Linked DNA regions of Sus scrofa: region 1 is linked to region 2. A link is a contact called in public Hi-C data. All regions are on one chromosome and are shown on one strand. The core of a region is the stretch at or near the end of the contact, and the rest is flanking DNA. Distances in the headings are between cores, read along the strand shown.

Region 1 (4,834 bases), core at 1,293-3,792, 720 kb before region 2:
AGCCTTTTCTCTCCACACAGAACTGTTACATAGAAAGCCATGTCACCATTCAGAGGCTGATTGGTGAGCCTGGTATCTGAACAGGTGGGGTTAAGCAGGGTTAGTGACTTGGTATCAAGGATTCATTGCATCAGCTGACTTAGTCTGAAGCATCCATCTGCACTTCTGTGCCCTACTTCATCCGGTATGTCTCCGGCTAAGGCTGGGATGGGCACGGCCAACCTCTGTTTCTTTGTTTTTGCTTTTATTTTTTTGGCGCAGTCAGCTCAGGAACATAGGGAGTTCCCAAGCCAGGGGTCAGATCCGAGGGGCAGTTGCTACCTATGCCGAAGCTGCAGCAATGCCAGATCCTTTAATCCACTGTGCCTGACTGGATATCTAACTGTGTCCCAGTGCTCCAGAGAGGCCACCAATCCCATTGTGCCACAGCGGGAACTCCTATTTCTTCCCCCCTTCTTTCCTTTCTCTGTCTTTTTAGGGCCGCACCCATGGCATATGGAAGTTCCCAGGCTAGGGGTCGAATTGGAGCTGCAGGTGCCGGCCTACACCACAGCCACAGTAATGCAAGATCTGAGCCACATAAGCAACGTATATCACAGCCCACAGCAACACCAGATTCCCAACCCACTGAGCTAGGCCAGGGATTGAACCTGCATCCTCACGGATATTAGTCAGGTTCATTACCACTGGGCCATGATGGGAACTCCCTGTTTCTTTGTTTTAAAATTGGAGCTAAGGAGTTCCCGTCATGGTGCAGTGGTTAACGAATCTGACTAGGAACCATGAGGTTGCAGGTTCGATCCCTGGCCTTGCTCAGTGGATTAAGGATCTGGCATTACCATGAGCTGTGGTGTAGGTTGCAGACGCGGCTCAGATCCCATGTTGCTGTGGCTGTGGTGTAGGCCAGTGGCTACAGCTCTGATTAGACCCTGGGAACTCCATATGTGGTGGGAGCGGCCCTAGAAAAGGCAAAAAGACAAATAAATAAATAAATAAATAAATAAAATAAAATAAAATAAAATAAAATAAAATTGGAGCTAGGATACACTGGGTGAGTGGTCCACCGCTTACAAACTGGATAGTACCAGCAAGTTCTCCCACTTTCTCTAAGTCTTTCTAAAGAGAGATGATAATTTGCTCAAGGTCACGTAGGCAGAAACTGAATAGTTTTTGACTATTTCCTGCTTCTCTCTGCTGTCTCTTTGGTCAGGTCCACTGTGGTTGAAAACAAAGTTGGTGGTTGGCAATTAACCATAGAAAAGAACCCCGTGAAGATGACCGGTCAGAATTAAGTCTGTCTTTACTAACAAGAGTATCCTCCTTGACAGCCTAAATTTTGAGCATATCCCTGCCTTTTAATACCTCTGCATCAGTTCAGATCTGCTCAGGCTACTCCCTCTGACCTGCCTACAAGGTAGGCATTTCCACAGGCACAATAGTCTTGCCAGGTCAGGAGCACAGGGTCAACAGCACAGGCTTTTTCTATTAGAGACTCTGAAACCCTAACAGGTCACAAAAAGCCACTGTTCTCAGATGCTCACAACAGATCTGCTTACAGACCACGGGGCAGTACTTTCTCATACTAGAGGACAAGCTGACAGATAATTCCAGGAATCACCAAATGACTTATCTAATGACCTGCTTCATGATTTGTTTGCGCACATAACCAAGTATGGATGAAGTTGTATTAAAAAATGCACTAGCCTGTTTCCACTTATTTATACCTCCGTTTTATTTCAGAACAAGTCAATAACATCTTACAAAAACACAGTAGTTTTTTTTTTTCTCCCGTCAAAGCAGTTTTTCATGCATTGCATCACTTTCTCCGCTGAGAACAGCTGGCTTTACTGTCTCCATTTTAATGACAGGGGCTTAGATGTGGAGGCTGCTGCGCTGTCCGCGTAGGGTTTTCACAGACGTTACTTCATTTGATCCCCTCCTCCCACCCTACATGACCAGAAAGGCGCAAGTCCACCCATCAGTTTGGGGAAGTGGAGGTCGTCTGGGGCGACATCGCACCAGACAAGCCAGTCTGGTTCCGGATGTGAGATAAGCTAGGGGTCAGGGTTAGGGGCATCCGCACGACCTTCGACCTGGTCCCAGAGCAAGGATCTCCCCACAAAAGCCCACCTGGCACTTAGCCCGGGGCAGCCACCCTCCTGGCCAACTCGCTGGGCCTCGAACAGGCAAAGCACCGAATCCCGCTGCATGTCAGTCAAGAGGCACCATTAGGGCGCCCACAGGTCAAGAACCGAGCTGACGGTGCTGCTGCCAGCGGTCTGGCTCGTGCCCCCCAGGAGTGGAGGATCTGGGGATTCTTCCTCCCAAGAACCCTCGAGAAAGCCGCCGATAGACGCCCCCGCCCCCCCGCGCCGAGGCCAAGCGCGGGTGTGGTGGAGCGTCGGCTCGGCCCGGGGCAGCGAGCTAGGGAGCTAGAATCGCACAGCCAAGAGGGAACCGCTACCGGGTTTCCGCCGGACCGCCCTTCCCACAGGCCCCGCCCCGCCCTTCCCACAGGCCCCGCCCCTTCCGCCGGCCTCCCTCCCGAGGCTCCGCCTCTTCCGACAGCCCCCCGCCCCTTCAGCCCACGTGTGGGCCACAGGTGCCTGTCGGGTCTCCCCCGGTGTCCTCTTGTCAGGTCCCGGGGTGTGTGGGTCCCGGCGCGTCCCCGCCCTCTCGGCCATGGGGGTCCCCAAAAGGAAGGCTGCGGGCGGCCGGGAAGGTGGAGCTACCCCTGCGGGCGCAGCCAAGCGAGCCCGCACCGAAGAGCTCACGGGCGTGCGCTTCAAGACTCAGCTGAGAGACGCGCAGGGTGCGGGGCCGGGTGAGTGCGGGACCCGGGGCGGGGAGCCGATGCGTTCGGGGCGGCCTACCCGCCTCGGTGTGTGTGTGGATGCAGCCTCTTCTTCCTGCAGCGAGGGTCAGAGCTCAGCCTCCCGATTCGCAGTCGGGAAACCGAGGCCCGGGTGCTTGGGAGTCCAGGGCCCAGACTTGCTTGAATGTGACAGTTCCTGCGATCCCACACCTCCCTTGCCCGGACAGTGTCCCTCAGCAAGCTCTAAAACCTTTACTGCAATTGTCAGGAAAGTGGATGTGTAGTACTTATTCACAAAACGGATTATTTATCGAGTCCCGACTGTGAGTTTGCTACTGCCATGGCTGTCAGCTCTGTTTTCCGTAGCTTTGATCCTCCAACACTCACACCGACCAGAAAACCTGTCATAAGCTCCCACATGAAGCTACTGCAGGACTTGACAGTTGAGCAAGATTAGACTAGTGACAGATATGGTTCCCGTTGTCGTGGTGCAGCGGAAACGAATCCGACTAGGAGCCATGAGGACAGAGGTTCGATCCCTGGCCTCACTCAGTGGGTTAAGGATCTGGGCCTTACCGTGAGCTGTGGTGTAGGTTGCAGACGTGGCTTGGGTCCTGGGAACTTCCATATGCCGCTGGTGTGGCCCTAAAAAGCAAAAAGAGACTAGTGACAGATAAGGAGCAGATTCAATAATTGCACTTTTTGAAAAGTGTGACCTAACTTCCCAATTCCTTGTACTCCATTAGAAAGTATTTAGGTTATGAGGACAAAACGCAATGGAAGACACTAGCATGTGCGAAACACTGGTACTGTGTCAGAAGAAAGCAGTGACTGTTTCAAGTGAAAGTTAAGTTAATGTCCAGAGTATCCTCAATTTCCAGTTTGTCTTGCACAGATTGTGTTTTTAAACGTTGGATGCCAGCATATGCTAGCCAGAGCTGGGAAGATGATAGTGGCTTTAGCAAAGAAGTTTGCGTTTCATTCATTCCTTTGTTCATTACTTGCAAGGGGCTGGTATTTGTCAGAGTAGAGGTAAAATGGTGAGTAAGAATCTGCCATGGGGAAGCCTATGAATAGTCAAGTGGGAAGGCAGATGGGAATCCTTAAAGTCCCATACCAATCATTTCAGCACAAAGCGCTCTAAAAGGACAGGGATAGAAACTTTCCTGGTGGAAGAAAGAGCATGTGGAGTTCCCGCTGTGGCTCAGCAGTTAAGGAACCCAACTAGTATCCAAGGGGAGGCAGGTTCAATCCCTGGCCTTGCTCAGTGGGTTCAGGATCCAGTGTTGCTGTGAGCTGTGGTGTGGTGTAGGTCACAGACATAGCTCCTATCTGGCATGGCTGTGGCTGTGGCCGTGGCTGGCAGCTGCATCTCCAGTGAGACCCCTAGTCTGGGAACTTCCATATGCCTCAGGACAAACCAAAAAAAAAAGCGTGTTGAATTGTTCGACATTGTATCCTTAGAGATAGCAGTGGTTTTGCTCACAGAGCTCTTTACTTTCAGGCACTGCTTTTGAACAGATTTCAGAAGCCAGGGTCGGTGAGTGGTGGGTACGGTGAGGGAGTTGGGAGATGTGGCAGGACTGAAACTGGGAGTGCACGTGTGAATCCCTGGTGTGAGGCTCTGTTGGATTTGTGTTCGAATCCAGTCTCTATCTTGGATTCTCCCTCCCTTTGGATATGTTCTCATAACTTGCTGTGGTAGGATCACCTCACTGGACGATCAGGGCAGTGGATCGGACAAATGTTAGGGATTTTTCTTTTCATTCAGGTGTTAGGGAAGGTTTTTTTCTTTTTTTTTTTTTTTTTTTTTTTTTTCCCCAGCCATATTGTGATATTATTGACATACAGCATATGTAAGCTTAAGTGTACGGTGTGCTGGTTCGAGAAATATAGGTAGTAGGACATGACCGCAATGAGGTTAGTTAACACTTCTACCCCTCCCAGTAGAATTACTTTTTTTGTGGTGATAGCATTTAAGATCTACTCTCTATAACTTTTAAGTATATGATACAATAT
Region 2 (4,349 bases), core at 1,687-4,186:
AGATCTCCACATTTCTAAGAAAAGCTAGGAATTTGGACTTACTGGTGAAAATTTCTGATTTCTGAAAATTGGAAATTAATCCAAAAGCGTAAGCACTCACTAAGCCAAGAAATACCGTTTATTACCAATTTAATATACCTGCATACCCAAGGGTCTTTATCAGGTACAAACAGCACCACCAAAATGAAGTCTGGAACTTACAAGTGGGAACCATACAAGCTGCTAAGGGAGGATGGAAAGACAAGGGAACGTTGGTTATGTGTGGATTCAGTTTGGCTTCTGAATATAATGCCTCTGTACTCGTTCTCAATGGCCAAAGCGAAAGAATGCTCAGAGGCTTCTTAGGGTCTCTAATGGAGAGGAAAAAGTAAGTACAACACAAACTCTGGCAAGTGAAAACTGCAAAAATTAATCAAAGCCAAAGAGTCCTTTCCAGAAAATTACGAAACCACTTAAAGGAAAAAATTCAGCTCAAATATAAGTTCTCTCTCATATAAATTCTACAGATGGGACACTTATCTAGACTACTTTTCCCATCCTCTCACATTTCCATAAACCATCCTTTTTTTTTTTGGCCTTTTAGGACCGTACCTGTGGCATATGAACATTCCCAGGCTAGGGGTTGAATTGGAGCTACAGCTGCCGGCCTACACCACAGCCACAGCAATGCAATATCCCAGCCGCTCTGCAACCTACACCACAGCTCATGGCAGCACCAGATCCTTAACCCACTGAACGAAGCCAGGGATCGACCCACATCTTCATGGATCCCTGTCAGGTTCATTACTGCTGAGCCAACGAGAACTCCCCATAAACCACTTTAAAGACTAAATCTAATTCCTATTTTAAATAGTCCCTCATGATTAACAAGCCAACAGAGTTTTCCACCCACTGGTAAACTAAGATTTGGGAGTGGGGGACCCTCCTCATTGTGTTTTGCAATATTATCAGTATTTCTGTACAGTTTTGTTTAGAGATTTATCCTCTACCATCTCAGCAATAGGCCTACTGTAGAGACACTTCAAAGTCACTGAACAGAGAATGTGTTTAAATGAATGCTCCAAGAAAGGGAAGTGGTAATTTCCCACAATGGAAATACTCCAGCTCTCTTAACTTAAACTGGACTCCCAAATCCCATCCATTACCCTTACCAAATGGAATTCACAATCCCCACGCACTAAGAACCATTTTGGAAACTTTAAAAACAGCAATCCTTGGAGCTCCTGCTGTGGCACAAAGGGATCCGAAGCAGCACCTAGTCACGGGTACCATCCTGCCACAGAAGGGGTTAAAGGATCCAGCGTTGCTGCAGCATAGGTTGCAACAGCAGTTGGGATCTGATCCCTGGTCTGGGAACTCCACATGCTGGCAGAGAGGCCAAAAATGAACAAATAAAACAGCAACCCTCAACACCCATCAGGTTCTCATTCAAATGATCCAGAAGTGGGCCCTGGTATCTGTATTTAAAAAAAAAAAAAAAAAAAACCCTGAAGCATTCTCTGGTGGCCTGGCAGGTTAAGGATCCTGCCTTGTCACTGCTGTGACTAGGGTTGCTGCTGTGGCACAGATTTGAGGCCTGGCTCAGGAACTTCTGCATGCCCCGGCTGCAGCAAAATAAAATTTAAATTTAAATTTAAAAAAATTTTTAATTAAAATACAAGGAGTTCCTCTTGTGGTGCAGCAGAAGCGTATCTGACTAGGAACCATGAGGTTGCGGGTTCCATCCCCGGCCTTGCTCAGTGGGTTAAGGATCCGGTGTTGCTGTGAGCTGCTGTGGTATAGGTCGCAGACTCGGCTCGGATCTGGTGTTCCTGTGGCTGTGGCAAAGGCCGGCAGCTATAGCTCTGATTGCACCCCTAGCCTGGGAACCTCCATATACCGCGGCCTTAGAAAGACAAAAGACCAATAAATAAATACAAAAAGCTCCCTTAATGAGTCTACTGTGCACCCAGGGTTAAAAACCGTCCCTCTGGAAAACCTGTTAGATCTCTGGCTTCTGGAGCTTTGCAGGGCCATCTTCTTTGCCCTCAGAACCTGACCATGACCTAGAATAAGTCAGCAAACTTTTCTGTAAGGGTCTCTGTCGCATACTCTTGTTTTCATGCCCTTTGAACATGAACATATAAAAATACAAACTCCTAAGAAAATAAACATAAAAACCACTCAGCTCAAGGGCTGTACAAACACCGCCCCATGAAAGAACAGGTCCGCGGGCCGTAGTCCGCAGACCCCTGAACCAGAGAGCTCAAGCTGAAAGGAAGCCCCAAAGGGATAACGGATGCTCGAATACCCGGACTGCCCGGCCGCACCCGCCACCCCCGGATCTCAAGGGCGGGTCGGGCCTCATACTGCGCAACTCAGGAGTCCGCAGAGCCTCAGGCCCCAGAAAATGACCCCGCCAGCAATGGCCACGGCCTCCTCCAGCACGTGAGGGCTCGGGCCAGGCCTGCGGATGCCGAGGAGGCCCCGGGGCAGCCGGCCTTCCTCCCTCACTTTCTCCTCTTCCCCCGGGGCCCGCGGTTGTTGGCACCCACCGGGCGACCCGCCCAGGCCTCACCACGCACCGCCACCGCCGGGCTGGCCCAATGACTCAGCATTCCGCGGACGCGCGCGGGTAGCGGCCCGGGGGCGCAGCACCGTCGCGGGGCAGAGAGGCGGTGGGGACCCGCCGACCCGCGCGCCGGGGGCGTGGCGAGGGCCGCCCGAGGCCCAGCTCGCCCGCCGCCCGCTGCAGGGCACAGGTGCGGCGGCACGGCCTCGCCGCCGCTCTCCCCGCGCCTGCCCTTGCCTTCAGCTCGAAGTAGATGGTGCCCTGCACCGGGCCGTCGCCCTTCAGCACACACACGGCCTTCGTCGCCATGACTCGCGGGGGCGCGCTCCGGTCCGGGCTGGGAGGGTACCAGAAGCAGCGGGAGAGGCCGCAGTACACGCCGACGCAAACCGAGCCGGCGGCGCCGTGGAACCTTTATAGGCCGGACCGTCTCGCCCCGCCCACCCTTGCCCGGAACCAATCGCCGCTCGCGCGCTCAACCCGCTCCCCACGGGGAACCTCGGGACGCGAGCGGCCGGGAATGGCCGGGGGCGGGGCCAAGGGGCCGCGTGTGCAGCCTTCCTCTCCACGCCGCCGGCTCCCACCGCCCCGCGGCTGTAAAACGCCCAGAAAGCTGGCGCTGTGGAAAAAAACAACATTTCTCCTCAAAAACGGGCAATCCGTGGATTGCAGCACACGAAGTTGGAAAAATGAGGTATACACGGCACGCCTTGAAGACCTGAGGTCCCTTTGTCTGGAAACGTAGTTCGTTCTGACTTTGGTCGTGACGTTGTCGCATTTGTTATTTAGAAGTTGGCACAATGGAGCTGGGTGCTTTTGATAGTTTTCGTTTTTTATGTGTCTAGTGTTTGTCATTTCTGAGAGTGTGTAAAGTCGAAACATCCCAATCCCTGGCCTCAGCTTTTCTTCCCTGCAGTTTTCTTAGTCCATGACCTGTGAAGTTACTTCTTTGGTTATCAGATTCGTGTATTCTTTGCGAGCATTTCCTGTTTGGCAAGGCCACAAATCTAAAAATACCAAAATGTCACCTGACTGATCTTCTACGCACCTCTGTGGCCTGTCTCTGCTGGCACAGCCGTCAAGGAGGTTAGAGTAGGTGAATAATTGATGGTTCCTCATAGTCCAGAGGATTGCTTGTCCTTCAAGAAGAGATTTCAAAAATAAGAAATGAGCATACAAACTGCCTTTGTGCCTTTTTATTTAAAAATATAAACATTGGAGTTCCCGTCGTGGCGCAGTGGTTAACGAATCCGACTAGGAACCATGAGGTTGCGGGTTCAGTCCCTGGCCCTGCTCAGTGGGTTAAGGATCCGGCGTTGCCGTGAGCTGTGGTGTAGGTTGCAGACGCGGCTCGGATCCCGCGTTGCTGTGGCTCAGGCGTAGGCTGGTGGCTACCGATTGACCCCTAGCCTGGGAACCTCCATATGCCGCGGGAGCGGCTCAAGAAAAGGCAAAAAGACAAAGAAAAAAAAATATATATATATATATAAACATAGTTATCTGGGTGCTCAGAAATCTCTAGAAAAATGTACCAGAGACTGTGGGTGGGTACCTTTGGAGAGTGCAAATTAGACTTTTGCTAATGTTCTCAAAAACGTTACAGTGTAAACTTACATTTACAGTGAACGTGCATTTGTCTGCAACAGTTTGGCTTAAAATGGGGATCTCACCCCCCCCCCCGCCCCCACGTGAGTACGTTTGTTGGGGAAATTGTTTGATAAACCCCGAGGGTTGGGGAGGAGCCATTAAGGGGAGAAGAATCTTCTCCCTCCAGGGATGCCTGAGTAGTAAAGATGAG

The links. Hi-C and Micro-C count contacts between places; a contact is called where the count stands out from the background.
Region 1: a contact with region 2 is called in a Hi-C map of liver, with 4 times the contacts expected there. The contact joins the promoter of URB1 here to the promoter of SOD1 in region 2. A contact is called at or near these places in 1 of 5 promoter capture datasets (liver) and 1 of 47 Hi-C or Micro-C datasets (liver).

Annotation. Positions count from the first base shown.
Region 1 is chr13:196,045,590-196,050,423 of Sscrofa11.1, reverse strand. It overlaps URB1 (nucleolar pre-ribosomal-associated protein 1), which reads left to right and starts at 2,542. Exons shown (of 41, transcript XM_021069844.1): 1 at 2,542-2,824. The coding sequence starts at 2,683.
Region 2 is chr13:195,325,160-195,329,508 of Sscrofa11.1, reverse strand. SOD1 (superoxide dismutase 1) reads right to left here and starts at 2,936. Exons shown (of 7, transcript NM_001190422.1): 1 at 2,789-2,936. The coding sequence starts at 2,860.